2 separate regions of the Rattus norvegicus genome follow, and region 1 is linked to region 2. A link is a contact called in public Hi-C data. All regions are on one chromosome and are shown on one strand. Each heading gives the region's core, a stretch centred on a gene start, on an enhancer-like site or on the middle of the called end of the contact. The rest is flanking DNA. Distances are from core to core; before and after follow the strand shown.

Region 1 (4,646 bases), core at 1,599-4,098, 76 kb before region 2:
GTTGGGCTAAAGAAATGGCTCAGCAGCTTGCTACAAAAGTGAGAGGCCCTGGGTCCCGGTTCCTGGAACCCGTGTAGACTTGGATACAGACGCTCCCATCTGTAACCCAGTACTCCTATGCAACATGGGGTGTGGATTCAGAAGAATACTTGGAGATTACCTGGCGACTTGGAGTGAGTGGTGTTGGCGGATACAGCTCCCTTAGCATCCATAGTGCTGAGCATCAAACAGACGTCATCGCAAACGAGGCAGAAGGGAAGGCTGAAAGCCAGGATTGTCCGGAGACACACATTATTTACACTTGAGCGCATGCTTGCATGATCCTGGAGGTGGAGGGGTGGGTGGGGAGGAAGGATCTCAACGTTTTGTACAGTAATGACATTGCAACATTCTTTTAGTGTGTGTGTGTGTGTGTGTGTGTGTGTGTGTGTGTGTGTGACATGTACACGTGTGTGTGAGAACTGATGTTAATACACCCTATTAACCTAGGACTTCAAATCTGTTGGACAAGCAATTGAACTACATTCCCAGCGCCTTTCTAAACATTTGATTTTGAGCCAGGGTTTTAGTATGTTGAACAGGCTGGCTCTGTAGTCCAGGTAGGCCTTGCATTTGCAGTCCCTCTGCCTCAGCCTCCGGAGTAGCACCACAAAGCACCACTTGGCATAAGTATTCATTTCATCCTAGTATAAATTACTTCCTGGGGTTAGTGGGAGACGAGGAGGAGACAGCACAGGGGACATGAAGCCAAGCGCATCTGCCTTGCAGCAGTTTGGAGATCTCACCTCTATGTTTCTCATCTTGTGCTTACCAAGTGCTATGGGCATTGGAACCAGCTTTGAGGTCAAGAAAAGAAATCCAAGAAACAAAACAAAACAAAACAAAACAAAACAAAACAAAACAAAACAAAACAAAACCCCACCTGTCCTCAGTGCCCTTAAACCCTCCCTTTCCAGACAATGACTTTGCTGGACTGGCACTGGCACCTCTGGAGTACTTAATGTGAATGTATTTTGGGCATGGCTGGCATTTTTGATAGTGTTAACATTGTTAAGTGTGCATTTCAATAATCTATTGTTTTGACTACTCTTAGTTTCTTGTGGCCAATCACTGAAGTCAAGGAAACAATGGAATCCTGTCTTAATCTCCAAGTGATTAGCTGTGAGAAACTTTTGCTTTGATTACATTTCCGTTTCATCGAACGAATTCTGAGTTATTTCCTGACGTACGTTTATTTCCCTTGCCCTTATCCATGCTTCCAACATTCATTTTAATTCTACCACTATGTACTTTCCACAAAGGCTCCACAAATACAAAGATGCACAGGAAACAGAACCTGGATCTCATGTTAAAGTGGTTTAAAATGTCAGATGAGTAAGTAAGTGAGAATTGAAAACCTTTTTCTCAGTCTGTCTGAATGCAGCTGCCGATTATGGTTTTGTCAGGGAAATACTCCCTGACAGCTCACCTGCTTTCTTTCATACTTAAAAAACAAACAAACAAACAAACAAACAAACAAAACTCAGCTAATGATTTGAAAACCATGGGCATTGGGGTGCTAGGGCAGGACACATGAAAAGCAATATGGCCACGGCCTCTGTGTTTTAACCAATTCTGCATCAGAGGACACACCTTTCTCAAGGGGGGCCAGTGACTACCAGAAGCTGCTATGTTTTCGCAGAAGACATGTCGGAAGTAATGGGATCAGTGATGCTTGCTAGCTGTGTCCACACTAGATATCAGTGGCCTCTCAGGGAGTGTGGCTATCTCTCAGCACCCCATCCTGAAGACCGATAAGATAATTAGATGAGCTACTAAGATGTGCGGTGGGCATCTGTCGAAGCAGCAGCAGTGATCTTGGTCTTTCTCTTTACAGATGGTTGTGAGCCACCATGTGGTTGCTGGGAATTGAACTCATGACCTCTGGAAGAGCAGTCGGGTGCTCTTAACCGCTGAGCCATCTCTCCGATCTTGGTCTTTCAAGTGAACTGTGAATAGGCTCTTATCATCTTCCAGGCAACCTTATGGTTCTTATGTTGATGAGTGTGCAGAAGGGCCATGGATAGCTTCAGACCCAAATAGCATTTTTAGTCAGTGCTCTTGTTTTAAGTAAATTTCAAGTTTTTACTGTGTTTTGTTCAAAAGCACATCTGTATTTATAATGACTAATCCATTTGGCTTCTTTCTGTTTGGTGGGCATGCTCGTCTCCTGATGCCAGATCCTCTGTTTTCCTTGGAGAACTGTGCTTGTTTTTTCTTAAGTGGATTTGTAACTATTTTCTTTGCTCTGATATTCTTCCTGGTGGTGGTGGTGGGGCGGGGGGAGGTTTGAACTCCTAAACCACAAGTGAAGCAATAGGAAGTGATGTTCCCGAGACGGAGACATGAGCAGAGCAGGTGTGTTCTGAGGATAGTTATGTGTTTACGTAGGGGGAGAGTAAACTATTAGAAAACTGCTGGGAACGTAGGAAGACTTGTCACCAACTGAGACTTAAAAATGAGCCAAAAGGAGTGTTGGATCCAAAGTCTAACAACTTCCTTTTAAAAAAGAATTTTATAACTTTTGAGATTATAATAAAATCTTGTCATTTTCTACCTTTTCTTTCCTCATTTCAACCCCTCTTATGTGGTTTCCCCCCTTTCAAATGATGGTCTCATTTCCTTTAACTGTTGTTATGTGTGTAAAATGTATTTCTACATGCAAAAGTACAACCTACTCCGTGTGTGTGTGTGTGTGTGTGTGTGTGTGTGTGTGTGTGTGTGTGTGTTCAGGACAGACCATTTGGTATTAGGTAGTGGTTATGTTCTGCCCCAGGGAAGACTTTTTCTCCTCTTTTCAGTCTTCCTCATTGTCCAAAGATCTTTGTCTAGGATTGAAGTCTCTTGACCTCTAATCTTCTCCTATTAGCATATCTATTGGTGTTGTCCTTTCTCAGGGTCTGTTTAGGTAGCAATGTTGTGAGACATCCTGGGTGTAGCTTCTCTGACATTTAGAGAAGACAAAATCTCACAGCAAACTCTCTGACTTGTTAACATTTTTCCTTTCTTTCCTCTACAGTGATCCCCGAGCTTTAGGGACAGGAATTGTGTTGTTCATGTATCCACTGTGACTGACAATTCTGCACCTTGGTCAGCTATGGTTTTCTGTAATAATCCCCATCTATCCATCTACTGCAAAGAGAGATTTCTTTGATGAAGGGTGAGAACTTCATTTATCTGCTGAATGTTTAGGATGTAGTTAGGAATTATGTTGGTTTAAGAAAGTGGTGGCTGTTGGTTCTCCTACAAGATCTATGACTTTACTAACTCCGAGTCATTGGCTAGGTTTCAGAACCAGGAATGATTTTCCTCTTGCTGACTAGACTTTACATCCGATTACAGAGCTCTTGATAACCACCAAGGTATGTGCGATCCTACTCCACCCTTGGCTGCATGCTGCTGTGGTTTGTAGGTCATAAACCGTTGCTTCCTTCCTTTGGAAGCTGCCACGGTACATCTGGAACCATGAACACTAGTTGTCAAGGGAGGAGGCTTTCAGGTCAGATCCAGCTCAGATCCTCTGGAACCTGGTATTTTCAGCAGTAGGGACTTACTTCACACCTCTGAGGGTCAGGAGGACAACCAAGGATGGCAGCAATAGCCTACATAATGTTTGAGAGCCTCTTTGACGGCCTTGACCAACTGAGAAGAGGGTTTCTTATCCTGGTGTTGGATATTTTCCTACAATGTTCAGTCCTCAGCTGAGTTAGTTAGCAGTCACCAAATCCACGGAGTATAGCAGGCACTGTAAGACCAGGTTGTGGAGAAGCAGGACCCCCCGAGACTGACAGCTGCCAAGTTAACTAGTTCTGGCTCTCATGAGAGCCCTCATGTCAGGTCGTTATATCATTGTCCCATCTCACTTTTATTACCAGCATGATTTAGAATCTGTCTCTGTGGCTTTTCTTTGTTTGCTGCATTCCAGGGGACCCTGGTACTTGGAAATCGCCATACAGATCGAACAATAAATATAGTATCCTCTTGAAATATCTTTACCCTGTTTTAGGTTGCCCATGCGAAGGGGCTCTGGATATATGGGTGTTAAGAATCTAGCATCTTCAAAGGTACACATTTCTATTTGGGTAGAATCCACTTACTGTGTGTGAAGAAAATTGCTATGCCTGGAAGAGAGTGGTTTACATCGTTTGGAAGCTCAGTTAAGAGCTGAGATGCTGTTTCAAGCTAGACTTCTTAGTCTTGTAAGGAGTGACTCAAGAGACACATTGGTCTTGTGGGAGATCTTGGGAATCTCTTCAGTTTGAAATTACTCTTTCTGGCATCTCCTACACTTCCAAAATACCCTGAGCCGCGGATGATGTTGTGACTTCAGACCAGCACTCAGAGAATCTTCTTCTCAGGGTCTTTACTTAGTTCATGACTGGCCTGACCATAGACAGCTGCTGCGTTGTGCCTTTTACTGAAGAAAGGCCTCAAGACTTACATTCAAAGCTACCTCCAAAACAATGCACGCATGTTCTTTTCAAAATTACGCCTGGGTCAAAAGCATTCATTTGCTAAATGTAAACATAAAGATTACCATAACTTGTGAAGCAGCATTCTGGAATATATTCAATTTTTAATATATTAGAGGTTTTCAAATACGTAAT
Region 2 (4,781 bases), core at 905-3,404:
GGTAGATTAAGACAGCTATTACAATTTTTACTTTATGTTCTATCTAGAAGGGATATGGTGAGGGCTCAATGTCTTGGCCCCTATCACATGTTTGAAAAATGGCAGAGATGAGACTGTTTTCCTATGTTTCTCTTGGTGAACTCCCAGTGACCCAAGTGACCTCTTCCAATACAAAATGGTAAGACAGACTCTGCATCTCAGTTCTTCAGTGAAATATGATGTCTTTCCACGAGAACATAGGGCTCTGATCCTCAGTTGAGTATATGTTTACTCCTGCACACTCAATTGGCAGACCATGAGTCATTCACCTTTTGCTGCTCTCCCATGCTCACACCCCTGCCCCAGACCACATGACTACAGCATCTCTCCCTCACAATCACAGCCAGACTTCCAGTCTCAGAGCAATAAAAAGATCAGCAAGAATCATAAGTTGAGTTTCTCACGGCTAACCTTTTGAACTCGCAGACACAGATTTTGTAGGTAACAGAGCTATAAGTAGTTTTTAATCATTGTAATGCGTGCATCTGGTAGCTTAAAGTGAGATTTGAAAGTTGTTTAGGCACACTCCTCCATTTCAGATGGCATTGCAAGCTGTCACAACTACTCGAGAAATCTGGAGGTTCCTCAAAAATTGGAAATAGTTCGACCTGAGGACCCAGCTATATCACTCCTGGGCAGACACCCAAAAGATGTTCCAACATATAACAAAGACACATGCTCCACTATGTACATAGCAGCCTTATTTATAACAGCAAGAAGCTGGAAACAATCCAGATGTGCCTCAACAGAAGAATGGATACAGAAAATGTGGTACATTTACGCAATGGAGTATACTACTCAACTATTAAAAATGAGGACATGATGAATTTTGCAGTCAAATAAATGGAATTTGAAAATATCATCCTGAGTGAGGTAACCCAGACCCAAAAGGACATACATGGTATGTACTCACTTATAAGTGGATATTAGCCAAAACGTTCAGAATTCCCATGATACAAAGAAGGAAGGGCCAAATGTAGATGCTTCAATCCCACTTAGAAGGGGATTGAAAGAAAATAATCCCACTTAGAAAAACATAATTACTGGAGGCAGAGGGAAGGAGAGATCTGGGTGGGAGGGGAGAAAGAGGGACAAGATCAGGTATGGGGAGGAGACAAGAGAGACGCCCAGAAGATCAGGAGAATGAATAAAAGTATTGCAACAGTTTGGGGGATGAGAGGAACCACTAGAAAGTCCCAGACACCAGGAATGCGAGAGGCTCCCAGGACACAATGCAGATGACTTTAGTCAAGATGCCCAACAGTGGGGAGAAGGAGCCAGACAAAACCAGCCCCCGATAGAGAGATGGCGCCATCCACCCACCTCAAAAGTTTTGACCCAGAGTTGTTCCTGTCTAAAGGAAATGCAGGAACAAAAGTGGAGCAGAGACTGAAGGAACGGCTATCCAGAGACTATCCCACCTTGGGATCTATTCCATGCACAGACACCAAAACCTGACACTATTGTTGCTGCCAAGTTGTGCTCGCAGACAGAAGCTTGGCATGGCTGTCCACTGAGAGGCTCTACCAGCACCTGACTGAGACAGATACAGATAGTTACAGCCTACCGTTGGACTGAGCATGGGGCTCCCCAATGGAAGAGTTAGGAGAGGAATGAAGGAGGTGAAGGGGAGGGCATCACCATAGGAAGAACCACAATATCAACTAACCAAACTCCTCAGAGCTCCCAGGGACTAAGCCACCAACCAAAGAGTATACATGAGTAGGTCTGTGGCCCACCACTGCATATGTAGTGGGAGGGGATATGCTTGATTCTGTGGAGGATTGATGCCCCAGAGGAGAGGGATGCTAAAGGGGTTAGGTGAGAGCGGGTGGCTTCTAAGAGGTGAAGGGGAGGGGTGTGGAGTGGGGTCCTTATGGAGGAAGCATGGGGAAAGAGGGCAACATTTGAAATGTAAATAAATAAAATAATTCATTAAAATAGTTGCCTCTCAGCTTAAAAAAGAAAGAATTCGTTACATTTGAAGCAAATCATAAAAAATTCTGCAGTAGATTACAAAAGTGAGACTTCTCTGCTTCTACTAACCACAGGAATGAGAATCAGAAACTCGAGTAGAGCCTGAAGCAATAGCCTTATAAGGTCATGGGCACATTAGCACTGTGCCAAACGTCGGAGGAAAAGGAAGTTTGTATCATTTGACAACAATGGTCGGAATCAGCCCAGATACCGCAGTAGGTTACTCTGGTCTTCTTTTATAGTAGAAAACAACAGTTAATATTCAAGGGGAAATGGTCAAAGTTGCATCCAGTGATTCTTCTGGGCAGGGTTTATGAATACAGATGTCACCATAATGTTCCCTAGAGTCACCAGACATCCTATTCTATGAGGAAGCCGCTTCCATTTATCCACAGCATGCTCCCGAACTTCCTGGGGACAACGCTCCTCCAGTCCACAGTCAGAAGAGGCCCTGGAATAACCTGTTCTGTTCCCATCCGTTATTCTAATCCAGATAAACGTGCCAGTGACTTCAAAACAGGTGACAGACTTTCCTCTTCAAGCGTCCTCTGTGAAGTGGAGGAAACAGAAGCAGGCAAGGCAGAGTTCCCGTGCACTCATTAGAACAGTATTTTTAGAGTTTACTTCATGATAGGCATTGTGTTTGGCTTGAGGTGAGCATTGGAAAGGAAAGAACTGTACTGTTCAGAGATGCAACAGTGGGGCTTATACCCAGGAAGGGTTGTTGGTGGTCGTGGTCAGTTCTGTTGTTGTTGTAATGAAGGTGAAGGTCAGCTCCAGCACCCTCATGATCCCCAGAATGCCCTTTTAGCCTCATTATCTATATATGTCAGACAGAACAATGTAGCCATCTCATTAGACTAATAAAGTGAGTTGGGAATGGTTAGTAGACACAGTTTCTGGAACTAGTGCACTTCAGAAAGAGCCTCCAACTGTAACAGATTCCCAAAAAGGTCTATATCTCTGACTTCAGAAGCCTCCACAGGTGTCTGAAAAGCCAGAACAAAGTTTATGCTGACCTTTGGAAACATGACTTCCCTGCACTCCACAGTAATCAAAGGGAGACTGGGAAAGAAAGATAAGGTGGGGTGGGCTGGGGGGATAAAGGCAGCAGCCTAAGCTAATCTTCAGTGTTCCTTTTTCCACAGTGATGAAGTCAAAATGGGAAACACAGCACAGGCCTGAAATACTCTGGTCTTGAGGACTTTTTGCCTTGGCATGAAATCAACGTGCGTGTGTGTGTGTGTGCGCACATACATACACAGATTTATTCATGAGTTGTCAAATATTTAGAAAACCCATATGATTTGAACAATCCCCAAACATTTAGTCAAATAAACCTCATGGCTCATCATGTCTAAGTGAAAATCTTACGTGTGTTTCTCAAAATCCTTCATAAATGTAACCATTGACATGACGTTTCACTTTAAAGGGGAAATTGAGGCATGAATGTGTTCAACAATTTTTCCCAAGAACAAAACGGGTTTATGGTTAATTATCTAAAGAAAGATTTTTGTTGCTGGCCCAAAGGTTAAAAAAAATTGCCAGATACTTTTTATAGGACTTCCTATTTTGTGAAAATATCAGGTAGAATGTAGGTAATCCATGTTAATATGAACATTTAGAATTATAATACTGTGGCCAAGTTATAATTATTCTATTTTAAATATATTGAATTCAGTATGTTTTCTGAAAGAAAGAGGTTGAACTCAGTGATGTAAGCCTTTGAACAATGTCTTAGCGACCATTGTCTCATTGCCACCCTCGTGCAGTAGAGCTTAGTGTCAGTGATGGGGTTCCTCTCCATTAGATGGGACTGTACGTGTTTGCCAATGCCACCACAGCCAGGCACAGACTAGGTTGCTTAAGCAGAAATATATTTCTCAGAGTCCTGGAGGCTGTAAAGCCAAGATTAAGGTATCAGCAGGATTGGTTTCTACTGTAAGTTTTTCTTCTTGCCTTGGAGACACCCATCTTCCCCTGCCTAACCCCATTTCTCACTTCTGTACTCACAGTCTATGTCCAGATGTCCTCTCGTAAGGACACTGATCTTGAGATTGGCACTTACTCTAATGGCTTCGTGTAAATCATCTGCCTCCTTTAAAGTCTTGTCTGAAACTATAAATATATTCTGAGATCCTACAGGGTAAGATTTCAACACCTAAATTTAGGGGTTCGTACAAAACAGGGGCAAGGCCTCTGAATGAAGAAAAGCTTATTCATCAATACCAGGATGTGGATACAGCAACAACAAAAATCAACCTGGGTTGGAAACCTGCTACTCAATGTGACCTGTTCCTCAGAGGATTCGACACACAGGGTGAGAGGTCTCACAGAACAGCCTCCCAATTTCACCGAAGACAGATGTCGAAACACCGTGTAACTACTGCTCACATTTATTTACTCAAGAAGCTGACGTTCTCGCTTCCTTTCCCTAATTGAGGCCGTGGCTCATTATTTGATCCTAGTGAGCTAAGTGAGAGCCCAACAGGAACATAAATACACAGATTTAGTGTTTAAATTAATGAGCCCAGTAACCTCTTAACCTTTAAAGGATATCACTAGATTATGTAGCAGCAGCGCACAGCAGACACAGTTCCTTCTGGAGAATACCACAAAGGTAGAACCAGAATTAACCCTGAGGGTCAGAGGTCAGCATGCTGCTTAATGGGCTTGTTAGATGGTTAAGCATTTGAACTTGGTGTTTTTTCTTTTAAAATAATTCATATTACAAGACATGAATTTTGTAACTAAGTAGCACATGG

The links. A called contact is a pair of places that touch in the nucleus more often than the background predicts.
Region 1: a Hi-C map of the Rat2 cell line shows a contact between it and region 2, with 1.9 times the contacts expected there. The contact joins two enhancer-like sites. A contact is called at or near these places in 3 of 12 Hi-C or Micro-C datasets (the A7r5 cell line, the Rat2 cell line and liver).

The regions. Positions count from the first base shown.
Region 1 is chr2:23,722,018-23,726,663 of GRCr8, reverse strand. No RefSeq gene overlaps it. Among named protein-coding and RNA genes, the nearest start is that of Atp6ap1l, 76 kb to the left of the region's middle. Within about 2 kb of position 2,848, at least 5 of the 93 cell types and tissues checked have an H3K27ac peak or open chromatin away from gene starts, as enhancers often do.
Region 2 is chr2:23,645,129-23,649,909 of GRCr8, reverse strand. No RefSeq gene overlaps it. Among named protein-coding and RNA genes, the nearest start is that of Atp6ap1l, 150 kb to the left of the region's middle. Within about 2 kb of position 2,154, at least 6 of the 93 cell types and tissues checked have an H3K27ac peak or open chromatin away from gene starts, as enhancers often do.